Regions from separate parts of the Mus musculus genome. Here regions 1, 2, 4, 5 and 6 are each linked to region 3. A link is a contact called in public Hi-C and HiChIP or PLAC-seq data. All regions are on one chromosome and are shown on one strand. The core of a region is the stretch at or near the end of the contact, and the rest is flanking DNA. Distances in the headings are between cores, read along the strand shown. Region 1 overlaps Grin2a (glutamate receptor, ionotropic, NMDA2A (epsilon 1)). Region 2 overlaps Grin2a (glutamate receptor, ionotropic, NMDA2A (epsilon 1)). Region 3 has its middle 12 kb from the start of Gm30444. Region 4 has its middle 250 kb from the start of Gm41418. Region 5 overlaps Grin2a (glutamate receptor, ionotropic, NMDA2A (epsilon 1)). Region 6 overlaps Grin2a (glutamate receptor, ionotropic, NMDA2A (epsilon 1)).

What was found. Hi-C and Micro-C count contacts between places; a contact is called where the count stands out from the background. HiChIP or PLAC-seq counts read pairs in DNA pulled down with a chosen protein or histone mark.
Region 1: a Hi-C map of cortical neurons shows a contact between it and region 3, with 2.4 times the contacts expected there. The contact joins two enhancer-like sites. A contact is called at or near these places in 1 of 15 datasets of contacts at CTCF or cohesin (embryonic stem cells), 3 of 484 Hi-C or Micro-C datasets (cerebral cortex, cortical neurons and embryonic retina) and 3 of 115 datasets of contacts at active chromatin or transcription factors (SST interneurons, embryonic stem cells and neural progenitor cells).
Region 2: a contact with region 3 is called in a Hi-C map of cortical neurons. The contact joins two enhancer-like sites. A contact is called at or near these places in 6 of 484 Hi-C or Micro-C datasets (cerebellum, cerebral cortex, cortical neurons and 2 more), 3 of 115 datasets of contacts at active chromatin or transcription factors (embryonic stem cells and neural progenitor cells) and 1 of 9 other capture datasets (embryonic stem cells).
Region 4: a contact with region 3 is called in an H3K27ac HiChIP or PLAC-seq map of neural progenitor cells, with 11 times the contacts expected there. The contact joins two enhancer-like sites. A contact is called at or near these places in 1 of 39 promoter capture datasets (stem cell-derived epiblast-like cells), 1 of 15 datasets of contacts at CTCF or cohesin (stem cell-derived epiblast-like cells), 14 of 484 Hi-C or Micro-C datasets (cortical neurons, embryonic stem cells, forebrain and 2 more), 3 of 115 datasets of contacts at active chromatin or transcription factors (embryonic stem cells and neural progenitor cells) and 1 of 9 other capture datasets (embryonic stem cells).
Region 5: a contact with region 3 is called in an H3K27ac HiChIP or PLAC-seq map of SST interneurons, with 8 times the contacts expected there. The contact joins two enhancer-like sites. A contact is called at or near these places in 3 of 39 promoter capture datasets (cranial neural crest, embryonic stem cells and hippocampal neurons), 4 of 484 Hi-C or Micro-C datasets (embryonic fibroblasts, embryonic stem cells and palatal mesenchyme), 4 of 115 datasets of contacts at active chromatin or transcription factors (SST interneurons, embryonic stem cells and neural progenitor cells) and 1 of 9 other capture datasets (embryonic stem cells).
Region 6: a Hi-C map of cerebral cortex shows a contact between it and region 3, with 3 times the contacts expected there. The contact joins two enhancer-like sites. A contact is called at or near these places in 2 of 39 promoter capture datasets (cranial neural crest and frontonasal cranial neural crest), 1 of 484 Hi-C or Micro-C datasets (cerebral cortex) and 1 of 9 other capture datasets (embryonic stem cells).

Annotation. Positions count from the first base shown.
Region 1 is chr16:9,669,849-9,673,403 of GRCm38.p6, reverse strand. Grin2a (glutamate receptor, ionotropic, NMDA2A (epsilon 1)) reads left to right here. Exons shown (of 14, transcript NM_008170.4): 6 at 3,494-3,555. Among named protein-coding and RNA genes, the nearest start is that of Grin2a, 320 kb to the left of the region's middle. Within about 2 kb of position 1,928, at least 29 of the 459 cell types and tissues checked have an H3K27ac peak or open chromatin away from gene starts, as enhancers often do. A contact at or near this core is called in SST interneurons and cortical neurons, where this site is marked.
Region 2 is chr16:9,622,654-9,626,123 of GRCm38.p6, reverse strand. The region is part of intron 11 of Grin2a (glutamate receptor, ionotropic, NMDA2A (epsilon 1)); the gene reads left to right. Among named protein-coding and RNA genes, the nearest start is that of Gm41418, 340 kb to the right of the region's middle. Within about 2 kb of position 1,558, at least 11 of the 459 cell types and tissues checked have an H3K27ac peak or open chromatin away from gene starts, as enhancers often do. A contact at or near this core is called in cerebral cortex and cortical neurons, where this site is marked.
Region 3 is chr16:9,008,244-9,011,722 of GRCm38.p6, reverse strand. No RefSeq gene overlaps it. Among named protein-coding and RNA genes, the nearest start is that of Gm30444, 12 kb to the right of the region's middle. Within about 2 kb of position 2,107, at least 24 of the 459 cell types and tissues checked have an H3K27ac peak or open chromatin away from gene starts, as enhancers often do. A contact at or near this core is called in SST interneurons, cerebral cortex, cortical neurons and 1 more, where this site is marked.
Region 4 is chr16:9,531,977-9,535,425 of GRCm38.p6, reverse strand. No RefSeq gene overlaps it. Among named protein-coding and RNA genes, the nearest start is that of Gm41418, 250 kb to the right of the region's middle. Within about 2 kb of position 1,760, at least 12 of the 459 cell types and tissues checked have an H3K27ac peak or open chromatin away from gene starts, as enhancers often do. A contact at or near this core is called in cortical neurons and neural progenitor cells, where this site is marked.
Region 5 is chr16:9,839,420-9,843,026 of GRCm38.p6, reverse strand. The region is part of intron 3 of Grin2a (glutamate receptor, ionotropic, NMDA2A (epsilon 1)); the gene reads left to right. Among named protein-coding and RNA genes, the nearest start is that of Grin2a, 150 kb to the left of the region's middle. Within about 2 kb of position 1,321, at least 7 of the 459 cell types and tissues checked have an H3K27ac peak or open chromatin away from gene starts, as enhancers often do. A contact at or near this core is called in SST interneurons, where this site is marked.
Region 6 is chr16:9,901,981-9,905,207 of GRCm38.p6, reverse strand. The region is part of intron 3 of Grin2a (glutamate receptor, ionotropic, NMDA2A (epsilon 1)); the gene reads left to right. Among named protein-coding and RNA genes, the nearest start is that of Grin2a, 92 kb to the left of the region's middle. Within about 2 kb of position 1,932, at least 17 of the 459 cell types and tissues checked have an H3K27ac peak or open chromatin away from gene starts, as enhancers often do. A contact at or near this core is called in cerebral cortex, where this site is marked.

The sequences.
Region 1 (3,555 bases), core at 679-3,178, 660 kb before region 3:
TGTTTCAAAAGGCAAGCCACAACTGTGCACAAAGAACAATGGTAGGAACTGGAGAGGTGGTATACCACTTGGTTGTCCAGCGACTAACAGTCAACAGGGAAAATGTTCATACAAGTCACATTATATGGACAGAACAGACTGTGGAATGTATATGCAAGCATTGCAATAACAACTAATGAAAAAAAAGAAGCCATGGATTTGAAGAGGGCAACAAGAGTACATGAGAGAGTTTGGAGGGAGAAAAGGGAAGGAAGAAATGTAGTTAAATTATAATCTCAAAAATAAAAACAAATGCTTTCACAAACAAAACCAAAACAAGCTTACAGTGCCTGGGAACATCCAACTCTGACCTTTGGCCTCTACTTGCAAGCATATTTACTTGTATTTGCAACCCTTCCCCAACACACACACACACACACACACACACACACACACAAGCACACATAAGCACATACATACATGCACATACAAGTGTACACACACAAGAACATGCACACACAAACACACTTGCACATACACACTTATACATACCACACCACAGATGTAAACACACATATGCACACAAAAGCACAATCTGTACATGTACACATGAACATGCATGTGCACACACAAACACACAAGAACACACATGCATTCATGAATGCACACACTCACATATATACAACACACATGCACAAACATGCACAAACACAAATATAAAGGATGCCTTCATTTTATGGTTCTGATCTTTCCATTATCTAGCTCAGCAGTCATTCTCTCACAGCTTGTTCCAAAGGTCATGACAGCTGTATGCTAATAGGCTGAGCACAATCTCCATGGATGCCTCTCATTGGCTTAGCTCAGATCCATATTCATATTATGTGTATTGGGAGTTAGGAAGCTGTGTCTGGAAGTCAGGATGGGAATTGATGCTATCATTTGGCTGTCGAGGATGAATGAATAGAAGCACCCAGAGAGAATGTGGTGAGACAGCAAGTTTGTGTCTCATAGAGCTACGAGCAATAGTTAGTTTTACTGGGTGAGATGGGATAGTTGCACAGCCTCTGTGTTGAACTATGAAGTTGGCACTATAATGTATATCATGAAGGATATGGGTCTAGAGAGGGCACACAGACTAAGTGACGGTGTTCCCCAGCTATGCAGATGTACCAATAATATGGAATGCCAGAGTGGAGACAGGCACAGGGTGAACTGTCTGTGGGGACAGCAAGGATGGCTTTTCAAATGAGGTGATGTTGGAGCTCTGTTGTACATGCTAACCACAGAATGAGCATCTGCTGTAGATGTTCATGCTTTTATGCTCCATGGATGCATTGTCTACATTTTTGTCTCATTTAGACCTCACTGCAGTCTTCAATGAGATTTCTGGTTGTTCTCTGAACTTCTGCAAACAAAAAAAGTGAAGCCCAGAGAGGTTAAGTTACTTTCCCAAAGTTACTCAGCTTAAAAGGTAAAGCTGGCAAGAACACACAAAAGGCCTTAACTGTCAGAGCTTTTGTCCTATCCACTCAACCACCTAGCCTCTCTTGAAGGTCCAGACCAAAGGAAAGGAATGGAAATGCACATTAAAAATGTGTTTATGTATGCACGTATGCATGTGTATGCATATGTGGGGTGTGTGTGTGTGTGTGTGTGCGTGCGTGAAAGAGAGAAAGAGAGAGAGAGAGAGAGAGAGAGAGAGAGAGAAAGAGAGAGAGCTAGAGGTAAAACTCAGGCCTTGGGCATTGTTTCTCAGGATGCTAGGATGCTGACTATTTGTTTGGGAGGAGAGGTGAACGTGGGGTTTTTGTTTTTTATTTTGTCTTCAAGAGCATCTCATGGTGGCTTGGAATTCACTGATTAGATTGGCTGGCCAGGAGGACCCAGGGACATGCCCCTTTCTCAGCAGCAGTGGAATTACATGGTGCCACCATGCCCTACTTTGTCACATGAATTCTTGGGACTGAGCTCATGTCCCCATGCTTGTGTTACAAGCACTCACCAGCTGTGCCATCTCTCCCACAGCAAGATTTTGCAATCTATTTATATAATTGGTATTATTATTTTGATCACTGTCCCTCAACTCACTGATAGCACCACAAAGGCAGGAACCATTCTGTTTGATTCATCATTACCCTTAAGCTAATACCAGCACATAGTAGGTATTCAATAAATCAATGCTGAATGAAGAAAGAATTCCACGGACTCTGCATTTTCCTAGCTTATATCAAACATCGGGGCTAGATGAGCATGTTTGCTTCACCAAATTAGTCTGCCAACCTCTGTGTCTAAAAAAGAACGCTATCACCAAAGCTAGACAATTTTGTAATTAGCCACATGGGATGTTTCTTTACAGCCAGCAAAAATTTTCCAGTGCAAATGATGAGGTAATCTCAGAGAGCAGAAATTCTTCTTCTCTTCCTCACCCTTATCACCTTCTGGTGCTCAGTGTGTCTGGATTCATTTCTGGTGACACTCACGTCACTGGAGGAGAGGTGAGCGGGTCACATCAACACAGACAAGCCTGTGCTCCTCACTTAGCTGGCTCCAGTGAGGTATTTTCCTTGAGGTTGCTACCACAAATAAAGCTCTGACCTGTGGTGTAGGCAGCTGCTCAGGAGGAGGAAGGAGAGAGCAAGGCGTGGGGGCAGCTTCCTCCCGGCGAGTATGTGAACAGTGCCAATAAACTGTCAAATAAAATTAAAGTTCAAAACACACAGCCTTCAATTTGATTTCACCGAGATGCTGGCTGCTGCTCAAAGGGAGTACAATCGATTCTATTTTGACAGGTCTTGATGCGTGCTAAGCAGTAATAGTCTCCGCTCTGTGGATTAATGAAAGTTCACCTTCATTTGCAACTTAAATGGGACCATATCAGGGCTTGAGATGGTGCTTCTAATTCCATCACTGGCTCTGGCCCCTTCGGTTTTCTCCCTGCTCAGTCCTGCATTTTGCTCATCCATTTCTTGTTACTCTTTTCTTCCATTCCTTTTCCCAGCACGGTTTGCTGCCTCCGTCTTTCTTTCCCCTTCTCTGTGATTGAAGTAGAAGCCCAAGGTCCTTCTTATATGCCCGGTACTTGCTCTGCTATGTATGCTCTGCCTGATTCTCCGAACATCATAGGAAGCTAGGTGGAATTGCATCATGGGACAGACGAGGAAGCAGATGCTCCTGTGATGAAGGGCTTGCACGACTGCAAAGGGAGAGATGCTTATTCAGACCTACAGCTCTGTGACCATCACAGTCCATGCTGTTTCCATGACACCCATGGACTGACCTTTGCCAGAGCATTGAGTCTTTCTGGGGAGCCTCCAGAAGTACACGTTAGTCATCACTATCAGATATGCACATACCATTCACCTCTAGAAGGATCTGGTGGGGGGGTGGATATCTATCCAACATCCAGGTCCTCACCATTTGTTACCTCCCCTGTCTCCTGTGAGAAAGACCTTCCTTTGCCTTTCTATAAGCCAGTGATGTATGCACCCAGTGTGTCTTTGTGTTTGTGATGCAGGTGGGCAAGTGGGAGAATCAGACTCTGAGCCTGCGGCATGCTGTGTGGCCAAGGTATAAGTC
Region 2 (3,470 bases), core at 309-2,808, 610 kb before region 3:
ATCTTATGTAACATACTGTGAGATGACCTTAGAGTTGATACAACACAGTATCCTTATTTTTTCTCTCAAAAGAAACTGGCCCAGCAATGCAGAAACAGCAGAGAGAAAGGTAGATGTGGGGTAAGTCAGGATGGTTGCTATGCCAAGCAAGTTCTTTCAAGGATACCATCTGAGTGGGGCTTATTTGCTATATTTTATCAGTCAGACAGAATCAAGCATGCATGGTTCATTTTCAGCTGCTGAGTTCGAAAGCGGGCGTAGACATCAGCGCTCAGCGAGCTGTTCTAAATGGGATCGCATCATCTCGAGAGAAAAGCAGATCGACAATGACCTGGTTTCTGAGATCCACCCCCACGCTGCAAATACAGCTCAAAAATAATTGCTACCACATCATACGGTTAGGGTTTTTTTTTTCCCCTTAATAAAAACTCAAGAAAGCAGAGACATCTTTCTTCTTTTTGTCCTTGGAATGACTTCCTGTTAAACTCCATCAAAAAGAATATTAAAAAATTTTCAAGGTCCTCCATAAAAAAAAGTGTTTAAAAATAGGAAAACTGGAGGAGGGGGAGACATTGAATGAAGTGTATTCACGGTTCTGTAAACGCAGAGATGGAGACTGAGGGACGAGAAGAGGAAGAAAGGTGATGAAATGGAATTACATCCATGAGGAGACAGGTCAGTCAGTTCAGAGCTTGCCCTGTAAGCACAAGAACCTGAGCTCATCTCCAGAACTCACATAGAAAGCTGAATGTAGCCATGTGCACTGGGGAGGTCGAGATAGGAGAGTCCTTGGGCTCACTGGCTGGGCAGCCTAGCTAACCGTCCCAAGTCCGATGAGCCCTAGACCAGAGGAGGTGGGTGAAGTTTCTGAGGCTGTCCTCTGGCTTCATGTATATCTGCATGCGCATGTACGTACACACACACACACACACACACACACACACACACACACACACACACACACACGTGAATTAGATACATCCAGAAGCTTGCTGACAACCTTCTTGCAAGGCATTCTGCTGAGCTTGTCGTTTTGTCTCATCTCTCAGGCTCTGTACCATTAACATCTAAGTCAAACTTTTGCCTGTGGACAATGTGTGTCTCACAACTAGTAATGGTTGGCTTTACGCTTGGACTATGACTTGAAAATTCATAGTTCAATTTGTGATTCTCCTTCAGCAATTATGAGAGTGTGTGATGTGGATCTCGGTTTCCTGGCTTTCCCTGAAGCCTTTAATGCTGTTTCACATCCGAATGTACTTAACTCAAATTGTTTTACCCATTTGAAGCTCATTTTATTACATTTTGAATTGTTTTGGGAACTAAGTGAGGTATTTCTTACCGATGGGTAACATTTATTGGGCATTGACCTTGCATAGGTCCTGTTTGGGTATGGGGAGGGCTTGGTCAGCACAATTTTATTTACACCCTGTGTTAGGGCTATGTGACCATGACATTGCCATCTTCTATTCTGAAATAGAAGACACAGGCAGAGAGTGATGGAGCACAGTATCTAGAATAAGTCCTACTCCAGAGCCAAATGCTTTGAGTCACAACTTAAATACAGTAACAACGGTGGCCATCTCTTTGACAACGCACAGCCTGGCTGGCTCTAATTGCCCATTGTTATATAAAGCTGGTACAAAGTTTGTAGAGGTTTTCATTTCAACACATCTCTTCCCTTGTTTGAAATTTTCATTGCTATTTTTAAAAGAATAGCTCTCCTTCCATTGAGATGGAAAAGACAAATGAAGCCCCCAGATGAAACTAGATTCCTTAACTGTAGAACTATTCACAGATGGTTTCTCTTGAGAAACACAAAGAATTAAGAACTCCCTGGAAGATTCTGTATTCTTATTTTTAATCATGTGTGTGCATGAGTGCATTCTTCCTAGGAGCCCTGCCCACTGTGTTTTTTGAGACAGGATCGCTCACCAGCTTAGAACTCACAAAGTCAGGTAGACTGTCTGTCTGCCCATCTCTGACTCTTCAGAACTGAGATTATAATGGCCCTGGGTTCTGAGGATGGACTCAGGTCCTCTTGCTTACAAATCATACATTTTACTGACTGGGCCATTGTCCAAGCCCAGATTCTGTATTCTTCGGGTGTGTCTCCTGTCACTATTTGCTAAGCCCACATGGAAACTTCAAATCTATGGTTGTTTCTTTACTGCTGGATATGCGACCTCTCCATTTTGAAGAAGGGATCGAGGCTTGGAACTAAGTAAGCAGCAGCAAGCCCAAAGATCTGCAAGAAGCAGAGCCAGTATTCAGAGTCTGACCCATGGTCCCTCTTTTTTGCCTGCGAAGGGGATGATTTTGAGACAGGTCAGACTTGCCTGTTACAAGGTGCAGGATTAGGAGCAGAGCATCGAAGTTCTTGACCGTCTGTGTCTTAGTAACAGATTCTTTTTCTCCCAACAGCTAAATTGCAAACAGGCCTCTACTTGTCAGATACTTGAAATGGTCACAGTGCCAAGTGTCAACCTTGTGTGGTCTTTTCCCAACATCTCTTCTCATCAGCCTTTGGGAAAAGGAGCCTTTCATTAGCGGGGTTACCTCAGGCCATAAAATCATCTAGTGCACATTGTGCGATGAAGGGAGCCCTTGGTCCAACTTCAAATCCAGAAATGCCCCACCATCTTCCTCCTGTAGAGAACTTCAGGTGGGTGTTGGGCATTGTGACACATACCTGTGATCTAAACACTGGCTTATCACTTGAGAGGCAGACACAGGAGGATCATGACTTTGCAGCTATTCTTGGCTACACACTGAGACCCTATCTCAAAATAAGCACTTTTTCTTTTACAGAATTCCGGCTTTCCAGATAGAAAAGCATTTTCTTTGTTCTGGGGACCAAAAGTCCAAAGTCAAGGTGCCAGTGGGGACATACATGTTCCTGCCAAGTTCACAAGTGGAGACTATTTCTCACCTCTTCCAGCCTCTGATCCTGGTGTCTCCAGGTTCCATTGGCTTGTAACTTCCTCTCTCTTATGTGTTGTCCTGTCCACATGGCCTTCTCTCCCTAGGTATCTTTTCTTCTTATAACGATGAGGCCATTTAGCTTGAGGGCCATTATATACTTGATATTTTTTATGTAAAGATCCTCAGCTAATAACACCTTCAAAGACCTGGTTTATCACCTCTTGATACTGTTCATCCAATGAAAGTCACCAAAACCACAGTGGGATTTCAGCACTACCTCCTGGCAGGTTTCTAATGTCAGCCCATGCGGGGATACCCTTGGGCATCCTGGAACATGTACCATGTCCATGAGCCATGGTTCCCAGGCTCCGTCTGCAGATTCCCTGGAGAGAATGAGGTTGTATTTCACAGGGAGGCACAATGCATGTGAGTCTAGTGTTAAAGCTTGTTAGAGAGCCCCATCCTTGGGTGACAATTGTGCCAGCTGGTTTCCTGTTTCTCTCACTTGTAGTTGCTGGGTGGCTCTCAAGTCTTGCCTGAATGTA
Region 3 (3,479 bases), core at 858-3,357:
CAAAATAAGGGGGCAGTGACTTGGTTAGGAGGTAAGGTAACAGCCCCAAAAGCTGGGCGATGAGAGGCTAGGCAACAGCAAAGAAATAGAAAGAAAGCTGGGGTGTGAAAGACACTTTAGGTGGCCAAAGGTGAAGAAGACAAGACAATAAGAAAAGCTATCTACTTCCCAGTAACTAGGATGACAGAGAGGACACTTATGATAGCTAGCAAATCGGCAGGCTGAGAGCTCATGGAGACAGAATGCCCAATAGAGTGAAGAAAAGTATATCTGCCCAACACACCTGTCCACAGTGCAGTGCATCAGCCCAACACACCCGTCCACAGTGCAGTGCATCAGCCTGAGACACCTGTGCACAGTGCAGTGCATCAGCCCAACACACCTGTCCACAGTGCAGTGCATCAGCCTGAGACACCTGTGCACAGTGCAGTGCATCAGCCCAACACACCCATGAACAGTGCAGTGCATCAGCCCAACACACCTGTGCACAGTGCAGTGCATCAGCCCAACACACCCATGCACAGTGCAGTGCATCAGCCTGATACACCTGTGTACACTATAGTGCACCTGGCTGACACACCTGTGCACACTGCAGTGTATCTGGCTGACACACCTGTATACAGTGCAGTGCATCAGCCAGACACACCTGTGCTCAGGCAGAGAAAGCTGGAGACGCTTGAGGAAAATGAGAGAGATGGTTGTAATGGAGGACTAGCCTGAGGAATAAAGCCATTTCGCAGAACTTGAGGTAAATTCCTGATCACTGGGGCCAGAAGAAGCTTCGCTGTGGAGCAACTCAAGTGTGTGCTTTGAGATCTCTCGAGAGCCTATCCAGGAGGTTCTGCCTCGGGTGGTGGCCAGACAGGGACTAGAATTTACATTTCTTAAAGGAAAACTCCTGGTGTCCACAGTGTTGGCCCACCCTGTCCACCTTCCTCTGTGGTCCCCAAACTAAGATAATAAATATCCATAATCCAAAAATCCAAAATCCAAAACTGAGCAAATTAGACCACGAGTGGGAAATTCCACATGTGACCTTGCATGACAGCTGCAGTCAAAACACAGGTGCATGGAAAAGTTTATAAAACTGACCTCTGGCTATGCATAAAAGATACATACAGAACATACCTGAATGCAGGGTTCAGACTCAGGGCCCTTTCCCAAGACACCCCACTGTATCTGTGCATGTATTCCAACATCCTAGTCCAAAGCACTTCTAGTCCCAAGCATTTTAGATGAGAAAACGTGATGTGTGTTTGTTGAGCATCTACTATACACTGGACCAGAGAGAAACTGAACTGTAATAGACAATAGACAATAGAGGCTGGGGAGATGCCTCAGTGGATGAAACACCGGCTGTGTGAGCCCTCAAGCTTGGTTAAGTAAGTTCTCAGCTGAGTTAGGAGCCCCAGCCTCCCGGAGAAGAAAGTAAATCGCCCCAGCACTACAGGGCTCCCTGGCTAACCAGTGTAGCCACAGATGAGCTCTAGATTCAATGGGAGACCCTGTCTCAAAATAATAAAAAGGAGAAGCAATTGAGGATAACAACCCAATGTCATCTCTGGCCTCCCATACTCTGCAGGCCCAGGCAAGTGCATTTAACAAATGCATGTGCCTCACACATACTTGTAGAAACAGCAGTGAGTCCTCTTTGTTCTGAAAACAGTCCCTTCATATCCTGCTCAGGGTCTAGGTTATAATGCCTCAGTGGCCTTGAGACACCGCAGCCACACTGCCTGCACCCAGAAAAGGAGACAGCTGGCTTTTACTCCAAATGCGTACCTTCTCCCTCTAGACTCTGACGCCTCTGCTTGGAATGTTCAAAAAGAAGCCAGGTTGGCATGGTGAAACCTGCTGGGTTAGGTGATTCAGGGTGTCTGGTGTTTGCAGCCAGGATGCCCAAGACCTCTTTGGGTCCCAATCCCCTAAAAGAAGTACTCTTCGGTGGAGCTCCTGTAATGCAAATGCATGCCCCAAAATAAAAGCAAGACAATGAAGTGGCGAATTCCAAGGCAGGTTAATGTTCTCACTCACAGGGTTCTCGGTCATTGGGGTCCTGGAGTGTGCTCCCGCGCCTCATGTCGCGATGCTACCACCTAGTGGCGATGCGCAAATCAGCTGCGGAAGCCTGGGCGTATGAACTGCCAGATCTTAGGGTAGGCTGCATCCTGTTAACACCAGCCTGGGCGGTGGCTGTTTTTAGCTGGGTCTCTCCTTCTGTGCCACTTTCATCATGGAAACTGGCTCTCTAGGCCCAAAAAAAGCTGCGGCGTGCTCTGCAAAAGCTGTTTGAGGGCCAATTTTAGCTGCATTTCTTGAAATTTGGACTCGGAGGAGGAAGGAGGGATGTGCGGTTCCCAGGAAGTTCTGCATCTTCCTTCCGGGGAAGGAGGTGAGATCATCCACCCTTTGGCTTTCAGCTTCTACAAAAAGAAAAGAACTTTGGGATTTTTTTTTTTTCTGAGGCAGCAGCCGCTGTGTGTTCTGAGAGCTTTACCATGTTCTCTTAGAATCTTTTCTACTTGGGCCGTCACACTGCTACCTCACAAGAAGGCTTAGAATTATGGATATAAGGAAATCAAGACTTGGAAAAGTGACTTGGCTAGCGTCAAAAGGCCGGCAACTCAGAGCTGTGATATCACCTCCAGTCTGTGCTCTGAACCTACAACCCAAAGCACCCATTGCGAGTTGAAAAGTCCAGGACTAGGGAGGCAGAGCAGTTGGTAGACTGTGCTGGGCTTGCACTAGGCCGGGTTCTCACAATAACTGGGTGGACGGCACACAGCCTGCCATCCCAGCATGCTGAAAAGGAAGCAGAGGCAGGAAGATCAGAGAAAGGGGAAAAAATAAAAACAGAGATGGGCGTCCAGGCATCACATGTACCCTGCTGCCAGCTCACTGGCCACCGCAGACAAGTCGATCTCTCTGGGTCTGTAAAATGGGTGTATGAACCCCAGAGCCTACATCACAAAGTTGTGAGCATTCAAGGAGAATTATGAAGGCCCCTGACTTAGTAGCTCCATGTCTTCGCTTGAGGATCATCTTAGACTTCCACACTCTCCTACTCATTCCAGAAGACAGACTCTGGACACACACACACACACCCGACAAGGCCCAATATGTCCTGTGATTGTTGTTTGCTATGAGCCGAGGACTAGACCTTGTTGTCTGCACAGGTGCTCCGCACTGCCTGAGCCTACTTTCCTGGAGCTGTTTTCCAGGGAACAGCATTTCACAGACCTGAGAAGTGACTCTCTGGAGCTGTGTCTGTATCTCATCTCCTGTCACACCAGGGAGACAGTATATTAAACACTCCCGAAGGTAGATGCTTAACACCACAGCGTGCCCAGTGCCCTTCACAACACCTGGCACACTATAGGTCTATGCTAATGTAGGAGCAGATGACCACCTACTATATGTCAGACCTTTATGCTAATTGTTAGAAGTGCCAAACATTGGGCAAGATACAGAACACAATT
Region 4 (3,449 bases), core at 511-3,010, 520 kb before region 3:
ATCTTCATCCATGCTGGAATGGGCTCTTTGGTGATGCAGCTGTGTGAGTCACTCGGGCTCCTGAAAGTACCTCAGTAAGTTCACTGTGTCACTACGCTGGACTTGCATGGAATCATTTCTTTGGTCTTTTGCTGCCCTTCATCTGGATGAACTCACTGAGTCAGCTGACTTGCTTTGCAATATTCACGGGAAGCCAATAGATCTGTGGACATCGGTTTTAAATTTGTGGAAACTAAAGCTCAAGGAAACAGTGGTTCATCTAAGGCCCCTGGGTTAGTGGCACATTTCAGGTTTCAAATCCAGGCAGTCTGACCCCAGGGTTTGAGTTAGAGCCAGTTTTACAGATGTCCCACCGAATAGAAGCCATATCATCCAAATAGAATCCAGTATCATCATGACTGGATTCATCTGACCTACATGCTTAGTGTGTGCCAGACATTGTAAGATATAATTATTTATCTAAACCATAGGCAAAATTACATTTTATCTATAGGAAGCCTGAGGCTCAGAGCCTAAGTATGCTTTTAAGCCACTCAAGAGCCTGTTATTCACACTTAAGTCTTGAGGAGCAAAAAACTCCACTAACCAGAACTTCTTCCAAGTAGAGCTGATCTGATAATTCAATCAATCAATCAATCAATCAATCAATCAATTCTGAGAATGCTTTCCTGAGATATCTGTGTGTTACATGAATGAGTAGCAGAATTGAGGCTGCAAGATGGTTCTGAATGTTGACACAAATATTTATTTATTACATCCACACTAAGGTTGGGAAGACAGCTGGAAGGACACATTCATGTGCAACACGTGCACGACAAAGCAGAAGTCAACCTGCCCCACAGAGCCAGGCACGGAAGGCCACTGCTATACATAGGGTGAATGATATTACTTTTAGGTGGCCAGGGTGCTATTGAGGCACCAGGAAAGGCCTCACTCGGGCTTGATGGTGACATGGGATTGCTAAGTGCCTTATCTGTTGTGCCCTTAGAACCTTAAGTTAGAATTATGACTTTAGGCTGAAAGTTTCCTGTAGCTAGCCGTGTGGCTAGGGTTCACAGTGAGCTTGTTTGCTTCCAAGCAAAGGGGATGGGCACTACAGAGGAGTCCTGGAGCCCAGTCTGCTCCCTGGGGTTTCTTCCTTCCTGGTGATGCTAGCTGGCAGCTTTTCCATCGCTTTGAAGGAGGCTTTGCTAGGGAAGCAATTATTGTCTGTATGGAAGCCTGTAGGTGAAGAGACAGCAAAGACTCCCGAGGGAATGCTGAGATGTGAATGAGCGCAGGGTCTTCAAGACAGGAACTAATTTGAAAAGCATGCAGATTAAATTTGTGCCAGAGCTTGCCTGACAGGTTGGGGTTAGAGTGTGGCTGTGCCCCTTTATAATCTGTGCTGCCCAGGGAAAGATTTATTCTGGAAAGGAAAACAAAACAAAACAGGCCTTTAAGTCCTCCTCTGAAACTCTTAGCACGCTTTCTCTCCCAGGACGCAGATCTCCTGGCTCCCCAGCCCACTCCCCATGGCTGTGAAAAGCTGCGGGTAGAAATCTGCCCCTATTCCTGAGACAGCTCTGTTGCCCCATCTGCCTTCCTACGTCACCCGTGTCAGATGTTGTGACCTTGGTACATTGCCCTCCAGTGCTGAGACAATAGACAAGAAAAACAGAAGTGTATAGACTATGGGATCTCTCTGAGTTTGGGGGATGAACAGTGTCTATCAGGGAGTGACCTTGCTTGAAGTGGCATCATGGTTATTAACCAGTCTCCTTGGAGTCCAAACCCTCTCGTCACCATGGCAACCTAGTAACAAAGAGGATCAGAAGCAAGCACTCCTTGGATATTCTGAAAGTTTGGCACCTACTGCTATTTTCAGTGCTCTGCTTTGAAGATGCCTTGTTTTATATCCATGGGCCTAAGCAACTACCTGAAGAATGAGAGGAAAAAAAAAAGAAGAGAATGTCATGCCTATCTTCAAACAATTAGTAGTCAGTAGTATAAATGCCCCAACGAATGAAAATCAATTATGCAAGTAGATGACCATGCACTTCATTATCCTCCAGATGATGTCAACTCTCTGACTATGACAGAAAGCCGGTTACACTGAGTGTAAGGATATTGTCAGAGAAAATAGTATTTGGATTCCCCCATCCCAACCCTGCTTAGCTATTATTGAACCTTCTTGTAATTAATGCAATGCCCAACTAATGCTGGCTTATTAATATTCTTTAGCACATGGCACCTCTGGGAACTTTAAGTTCAATGTTGCCATGAGGCTTTGAAATACCCAGGGCTGAGAGGGCTCCTTTCAGGAATAATGAGCTTTTTGAGCCCAGCCTGCTTGCCTGTTTTCTGTATCCTTCACGATGGATCTGTCAGCTGCCCATCTCCCACCTGTTCCCAACCAGCTCTGCATCTTCTTTTAGTTGTGCACACAACATGAGCTCATTTGTCTCCACTGCAGGCTTCAGAGGCTTGGGCTGGCTTTGATGATTGCTGGCGATGTTATGTTTGCATGCTCTGTTGTAGTCTGACATTCCTGTCGCTGGCTCCACCTTCATTCCTCGATGTGGATTTAGACAGCCAGTGTGTCTGAAAAATAACCACTGGTGTCCCAATGACACGACACATATTTTCAGTAAAAGGGAAGAAACTCTCTTCATTTCATAATTGTCTAAGATATGGGAAGTTGGCAACTGGCCCAAGAAAAGAATGACCTTCTGAACATATGACTCAGGACTCTTAGATATCTGGTCAGGAAGCAGCAAGATGCTATGCAATCGACCAGGGTTCATAGTGCATGTAGACCATTAGACCAACAGTAACCTTAATTGGTTAATAGCTCAACATGAAGGCTTGTGGGGTTGATACAGATGTATGAATGTGAAATTCATCTCACGTAAGACACTTGAAGACTATAGTGGAGCTCAGTCAGCAGACGGCTTGTCTACCATGCATGCTGCTTTGGGCCCAACCCCAAGCACTTTATCAACTGGCTCTAAACTGGAGGCCATGGCTATAATCTTAGCACTCACGAGCAGGAGGCATGATGTCATCCTATTTGACATAGCAGGTTCAGTACTAGCCTAGGCTACATGAAATGATCATGTGTCAAAAATTAAGTAAGCAGTCGAGAGAACACAACATCTTAGTCTTCTTCCTCAGAGGCAACTGATATTTCCACGGATCCTGCTGACATTCCCTGCCTGCAGGAGCCAAGTACAGATACCCAGCAGAGAACGAGTCCCAAGGACTCACAATGAACACTATTCACACAATAGGCAGCTCAGCATAAGTCCATGACTGACCAGTTCAAGGTCCAGCAAGACTGAGATAGTCATTGTGAATTTAGGAAGCTTGTATAGATGCTAGGTTTGCCTTGTTCTTGTATACTGGCTGTTGCAGATCTCATGTGGGATGTGCTCAGCTAAAATCACAGCTTCCAACCCTTGTCTCCC
Region 5 (3,607 bases), core at 72-2,571, 830 kb before region 3:
GTATTTATCCATCTGATCATATGTTGTATAATCATGGATCCTGCTCAAGATGTCAACCACTGGGGACAGATAAGAGATAAGAGAGGGGACAAATATATGGTGTGTGTGTGTGTGTGTGTGTGTGTGTGTGTGTGTGTGTGTAGGATTCTGCATCATCCTCTCCTTGACAGGATTTATCTAGGAGTCCAGCCTGATGACTATCGCACACTACAGATGATTAGATTTTAATGGCTTAACTCCGAGGTTGACAGTGAGAACCCCAGAGTATATGGTGGAAAAAGTGTAGAGCACCTGGGTAAAAACCAGGACAGCTCTGTATCGTGTCCCATCATTGGGCAGGGGACTGCACGCAGCTGTGGCTACTGCAGGGAGGACCCCAGTTTCAGCAGGGGGCAGCAATGATATTAATGCTGACAGCAATTATAGTAAATTAACACTGCCTATGGAGCCCTCAAGGGGGCAAGCCCTGGCTCCAGGGACAAGCCCTGGCTCCATGCTTTCTATGTACTTAATCGTATCTCCTCTTTACAACATCATAGGCCACTTCATGACGACTTACCCTCATTTTGCATTACTCATTTCACGATTTAATTAATTCACTTTGCATTACATGGTTACTGAGCAGCCAAGCACACATTTGATCTCCTGACTTCAGAGCCTGTGTTCCTCCTTGGTGGTTCAGAAACTCAATTTAGAAAACTCTAGTTTTACATTTATTGCATGCACAAAGACTCCCATACCTTATATCAAAATTATAATATGCAAAGATTCAATGTTATGTTTCTTCATCATTTGTACTATCATTGTTTGGTACCACTGGTGTTTGAACTTCTTAAGAATCAAAGGAAGGGTGGAGATGTGGATTCACAGTCTCTAGATGGAAGACACTGAGCCCGTGGAATATCAGTGGATGGGGAAGAGTATGCAGCTGTGGAGAAGCAGAGCTGGAATCTGGTGACCAAAGTTCTTGAATGGCAGTAATAGGACAGATGTCTGTGTTGAAACCCTTTATTGTCAGGTAACAAGAAAATCAACACTGAGAGAAACCTCTTGTGTTTGGATGTTGCATTTGATACTAGGCTGCCATCTGTTTCTAAATAGTTACTCTTCAAATTTGTGTTTATCTGCTGTGGACAGCCACACACATATCCATGGACACACAACCTCTCTCTGCTGGCTGGTTTGTCTTGACATCTGTGGCCTCTAACCCTTCATGCACCCCAGCACCCCAAAGAGCTTGCTGACTCAGTTGCTCGAGACTGGGGCCCTGCAGCCTCTGCTTTTAAAAGACATCTGTGTGATGTGGTGGTAAAGACTTGTGGAGGCGGGCTGTGACTATTTCCATACAGCATTTCAGCTGGAACAGTGCTATCTTGAAGAGAGGGCGACTGGTCCCAGTTCTTGCTGTTTCTTACAGCCAGGAAGCTCTATTGGAGGCTGGATTGTTGATAGAGCAGGATCCAGTGCTTGAAACAACTCAAGTCACAGCCCCCCCCATCTGCCTCCCCTTCCCTCCTCTATTCTTTCTCCCTCTTTCTCAACCATTGCCCTCCCACCCTTCTCTTCCTTCCTCTCCTAGTCTCCCTCTTTGTCTTCCCCCTCTTCCTTTCTGCTTTTTCCTTCCTCTCTCTTAGAGTAAGGATCCTACTATGTAGCCCTGGCTGGCTTGCAGAATTCTGTAGCACAGGCTGGCTTTCCTATTTCCTTACGCTCTATACTAGCCAGGATTTTCAGCCTGTACCAGCAAGACTTGCTAACATTGTGAATTGCTACCCCCCCTTTCCTCCTCAATCACCCGAGAAGAGGTTTCTTTACCTATGTAGCCTATGTTGGCCTCATATTTGTGGCAATCCTCCTGGCTGTGCTTTCAAAGTTCTGGAATTATAGATGTAAACCACAATGTCTGGCTGAGGTTGTGAAATTGTTATTGCTACTTAGTTAATGAGCGCTTTATCACAAGGTGTAGTTCCCATTGTGTGTTCATGCATGGATGTGTGTGTACATGAGTGCATGTGTGCCTGTGTCTGTCTATCTTCCTGCCTGCCTAACTACTGTCTTTATACATTTCTAGTAGATGCTATGGTATTATTGGCTATAGTCAATGGTCTGCTCAGGATCAAGATCTGAATATATTCTTCTTATAGTAGAAAGCTTGTAACCATAGACTATATCTTCTCTTTGTTCTCCTATGCAAACCACTCTGGGAGAAAGATGAGGTAAATTCAGGACAAGAAATTTCTGGCTTTGGTAGTTCCAAGTTCCATCCAGGCTGGGCTCAAAAAGCCGCAGCTATGTTCTCAGAAGGAATAAGTTGCCACTAGCACTGGGCTAGAAGGCTGGGCTGGTTCAATTATTTTGAGAACTGTTTTCTTGCCTTGGGTGGGGGTTGTTTATGTGCAAATGTTGCTGCTGATTGCAAGTATGTTGGGTGTTTGTACTGGAGCTGATTTCATCTGTTGGAAGTGCCCAAGAACTGTGCATGTCCTGTGCACAGCCTTCGTTTCAGTGTCTGCTGTTGATGCCCCAATCAGTGATGCGTGTTTTGCATTCAATCTTTAGGATCTAATGACAATCATGGAACAATAACTATAAAGTAGTCATAACAAGAGCTCTCATAGGTCAAAAAATGGTCTTGTGCCAAGTAAACAGTATTTATTTAGGTGGATGGGAGGGTCTGAGACAAAGTCTCACATCATTTCTCAGACTGGCCTGGAACTCATAGCAATCCTCCTGCCTCCACCTCTCATGTGCTGGTGTGAGTGACCACATTTTGCTACTGAACATTTTGCTACCTGCACCTGCTCACCTTTTCTTCCCTTGCTGCATAGAAAAGTAGCATGGATATATTTTTGTGAACAGTGAAGTGTCCTCTCATTTTTTGGTGTGTGTGTGTGTGTGTGTGTGTGTGTGTGTGTGTGTGTGTGTGTGTGTATGTGTGTGTGTATAGGGGTAAGGTTCTCACACTGTAGCCCACAGTGACCTGGAATTTTGACAGTACCCTAAAACCTGTAGCTTGTCTTCTGCCTCCACTGGGGTTATAAGTGCTAGCCACCTTGCCTAATGGGCACAATTCCTTTTTTACTTATGGGTTTCATCAAAGACAAAGAAATCCAGACACTTGCTCATGGTTACAAGTTTACTCAGGGATTGGGGGCTTTCTCAGCAATTTCTCCTACCTTGAATTTAATGGGGTCCTCACCTCATTTACCCTTAATGAAAAAACCAAGTCTTTGTTTAGCCTGGGTATGCTTTCCCTGATAGTTCTTCCTCTGTGCCTACCCACACCACCCCCTCTGTTCTGCTCTGTGGCTTCTGCTGTGTGGCTGCTTTCAGAACCTCCATGCCTATCTCAGGAAGGCATGGCTTTCACTCTTTCACTCTTTCTCTCTGCTATCTCTGTCCTCTGGGCAGTTACTAAGATTTACAGCTTTCTGCTGTTGTTTTTCTTTTAAACTCCAATAAACATCTACCCCAGACCTTCCAAAAATACATTTTCAAAAAGAAATAATTGTTCCTTGTGGTTTGGAGGAATTGGAAGAATTAGCAGGTACAGTTTGAAGTCATTGTGTGTAGGTGACAGCCTTGGGGCAGAGGGGCGTGGCTATGG
Region 6 (3,227 bases), core at 683-3,182, 890 kb before region 3:
CATGTTTACTGCCACCTCCCGGAGCCAGGGTTGGAATAACTCACATAAGGTGTTGTGTCTTGCACATCTGTCTGAGATTTGCATGCCCGGCCAGGCTCCAGCTCCTGAAAATGCCAAATGGTGGGAGTTTCTTCTTGGCTGAAGTTTTTGTTGTTGGTTATTTTATTTTATTTTATTTTTTGGTTTGAGACTTGAATGTTTCTTTAGAAAACAGGTCCCCCTCCCATTTCTGGCTAAGAGCAACCTGCCCCAATCCCTCCCCGACAAGAGGGCCCTCCTTCTTCTGCTCTTAGAGGAAGCTCGTTTAATCACTGTGATCAAGTCGGCTCAGGCTGCCCATGGCGGCCTTTAATTTTTAAAATGCCTATGGCAGGAGAAAGAAATGGGTGAGGTAGGTTTGCAGGCTTTCCTACTTTCTTATCACTAACGGAGGCCACAGGAGAACACAGAGTGCCTGGTCGCTGTCTTGGTACTGCTGATGTCATCTCCAGCTGAACCTCTTTAGAAATAATTGGTACTTCACTGGTGTATCAGACATCCATGGCTGTGTGACAGGTGACACCCACTTAGCGGCTGGCTGACACCCGTTTATCATTTCTATGTAACTCATGGGCTACCATTCTGTTGCCTGTTTTTCAGACAGAGTCTGAAATGAAGATGGTGTGGTACTGCGTGTCTGGGACCCCAACAGTGAGATGCTGGGCGGGAGAAAGATGAGTTTGAGGCCAAGGTGGGCTGCACAGTAAGACTTTGTCTTCCCACTCTGGTCTAGACCTGTGACTACTCTGTGCATTAGGATGTGTGACTTCCCTAAAGCCCGAGGGTCTGAGGACCTGCTTGTCTTAATTAGTTGCACAGAGTGACTCAGATACCACAAGCACTTGCTTTAGGACAGGTGTCCTTATGAATGAAGTAGGTATTGAAGAGATGTGGCTGAGCCCAATCCAATCCAGATACATTTCTTCTCAAAAAAAAAAAAAACATAAAACAAACAAACAAACAAAAAAAAACCTCTCTACTAGAAGCTTGGTCTGCACCAAGATATACTTACAGCTGCCCCAAGCTGTCTTCAAGAATGCACAGCTTCAGGGTCTCCGTGGGTCACAAACTTTCCTTTTTGTAAATGTTTTAATTCTTCTTCTAATCAGAACGACTTTAGAGAATTAATCTCCAGCGCTCCTTCCTGCCACTTCTAGACACTCCATACTTTTTCATAAACAAAGTGACAGTTTGATTGAATGTGGTTTTTTATTAGCTACTTTCACCTGAGGCATCTTTCTGCGCATGTGTAGGAATCAGAGCTTACGAATGTGCATGGAAACAGTGATTGGGATGAGCAAGCAGGGAGGGAAGTAGAATTCACGAGGCCATCCAGAGCATCAGCTGTCCTTCTGTCCCAGCTGCCTCTGACCCTTGCCAGTAATCTGGATGGCTCATATCTGGATGCAGGTGCCTTCCTCAGAACTCGGGACAAAGACTATGAAATCATAGAAACTGCCCATGTTAAATGGGGCAGATTGTCATCATTTAAGAACATGGCCAACATAAGAAAGCAAGGGGTTTGTCACCCTTAGCCCACATCTTTAGGAGCCATGGTGGGTTCTATCAGGTGAAGATGGGACAGAACACAGGTCACAGAGAGAAACTAATGGGCTGCTTTAGCCTAGAGAGGGGAGCTGTGGCTGAGAACTGCTCCACAGGGCCGGAGAAGGCCTGGGGATTTGGTATAAGAGAACAGTGTAGCTGACCTTGCTTCATCTCCTTCAAGGTGGACTTTTAGTTAGTGACAGGGTTCTGGGCACCATCCTGCTGTAATGGGAAGATTTGGGGACAGAGACACTGATTTAAGAAGCACTGGGGCAGAGCTCCGATCCTCTTTTTGTTCTGAGGTGTACAGATCCACTCCTTTTCACAGAGAAATCAAGCCTTCAACCCGGGCATGACTCATTCTCCTGTGGCAGGTGAGGGCTCGGCTTCCAAGAATAGCCTAGCCTGAGGGATCCAAGCCTGGAATCCCTTCCAACTTTCTGGGCTCTGAAGTTTGGCACCCACAGAGGACTCTGCTTAGGTAACGGGGTGCAGATGGCTAGGCGTTTGCAGAAAACAGTAGCTAATAACTATTTCTCTTCCATCTTTTATTCTGCAAAAAAAATGGTAAAGCCTGCCTAGGCCCCTTGCTTCCAGAGGAAACCTACTCACAAGGAGGTATATATACTTCAGTGGCTGAAAGATAAGGCAGTGAGCAAGCCCACACATTCATTTATTTGCTTATTCATAAATATTTGGCTGAAGGCTTGTAAGTGAGAACCATAACAGGAGACTCTACAGGGGACTCAGATCTCCCTGCACTGGGCTGAATCCAGGCAACTAGGTAATTGGAAGGAGGTTCACAAATAAGAGATGGCTTTGTGTAACATTTGCTGTAGATCATGCATTTATTCAATAATCTATTTGTTAAATTATATTATTTTATTTTATACATATGGTTGTTGGGCCTGTACATATATCTGTGCATCACATGCATGCTGGGGTTGGGGTTGGGGGCCAGTGGAAGGCATCAGATGCCCCCAAACTGGCATTGTAGACAGTTGTGAGCCACCTGGTCTAGGTGCTGGGAACCAAACTTGGGTCCTCTGGAAGAGCAGCAAGTACTCTCAATCAAACAGTTAAAATGATGTGCCGACTTCAGTAACTTCACACTGCATGTTGAGTTCCGCTCCATGGTCATCCCTGTGGACTGGTTGAGATGAAGCAGCTCACACGGTGATGTGCTTAGGCTCTGGCCAGTCAGGCACAGAGTCAGGGTTCTCTGACAAGAACTCAATCACAAATCATAAAGCTCATGTTTGGGCCTTGCAAGTTCAAGGTCACAGATGCAGTATGTGGTGAGGGCTGTTTCTTGGTTCATAGGTAAGTGTCACTTTCTAATGTCCTCACATGAGAGATGAGGTAGGGCTCTCCTAGGCCTCTTTGATAAGGACAGAAGTTCTACAGATAAGAACTTAGTTACCTTGGAAAGTTCCTGACTCTCTGGACAGCACCTGAAAGTGTAAGATACTAATGTATACATGCCAAAGGTATCCAATTGGTGAGACCACAGCACCTCTGCATAGGCATGGTCTTATCCTCCAGGACTCAGCTTGAAGGCTAGCACCCTAGCAGGTCTCCACTGGGCACCTAATTTAGTGTATTCTCTTCCTGTCTAGCTCATCAACGCATTACACTGA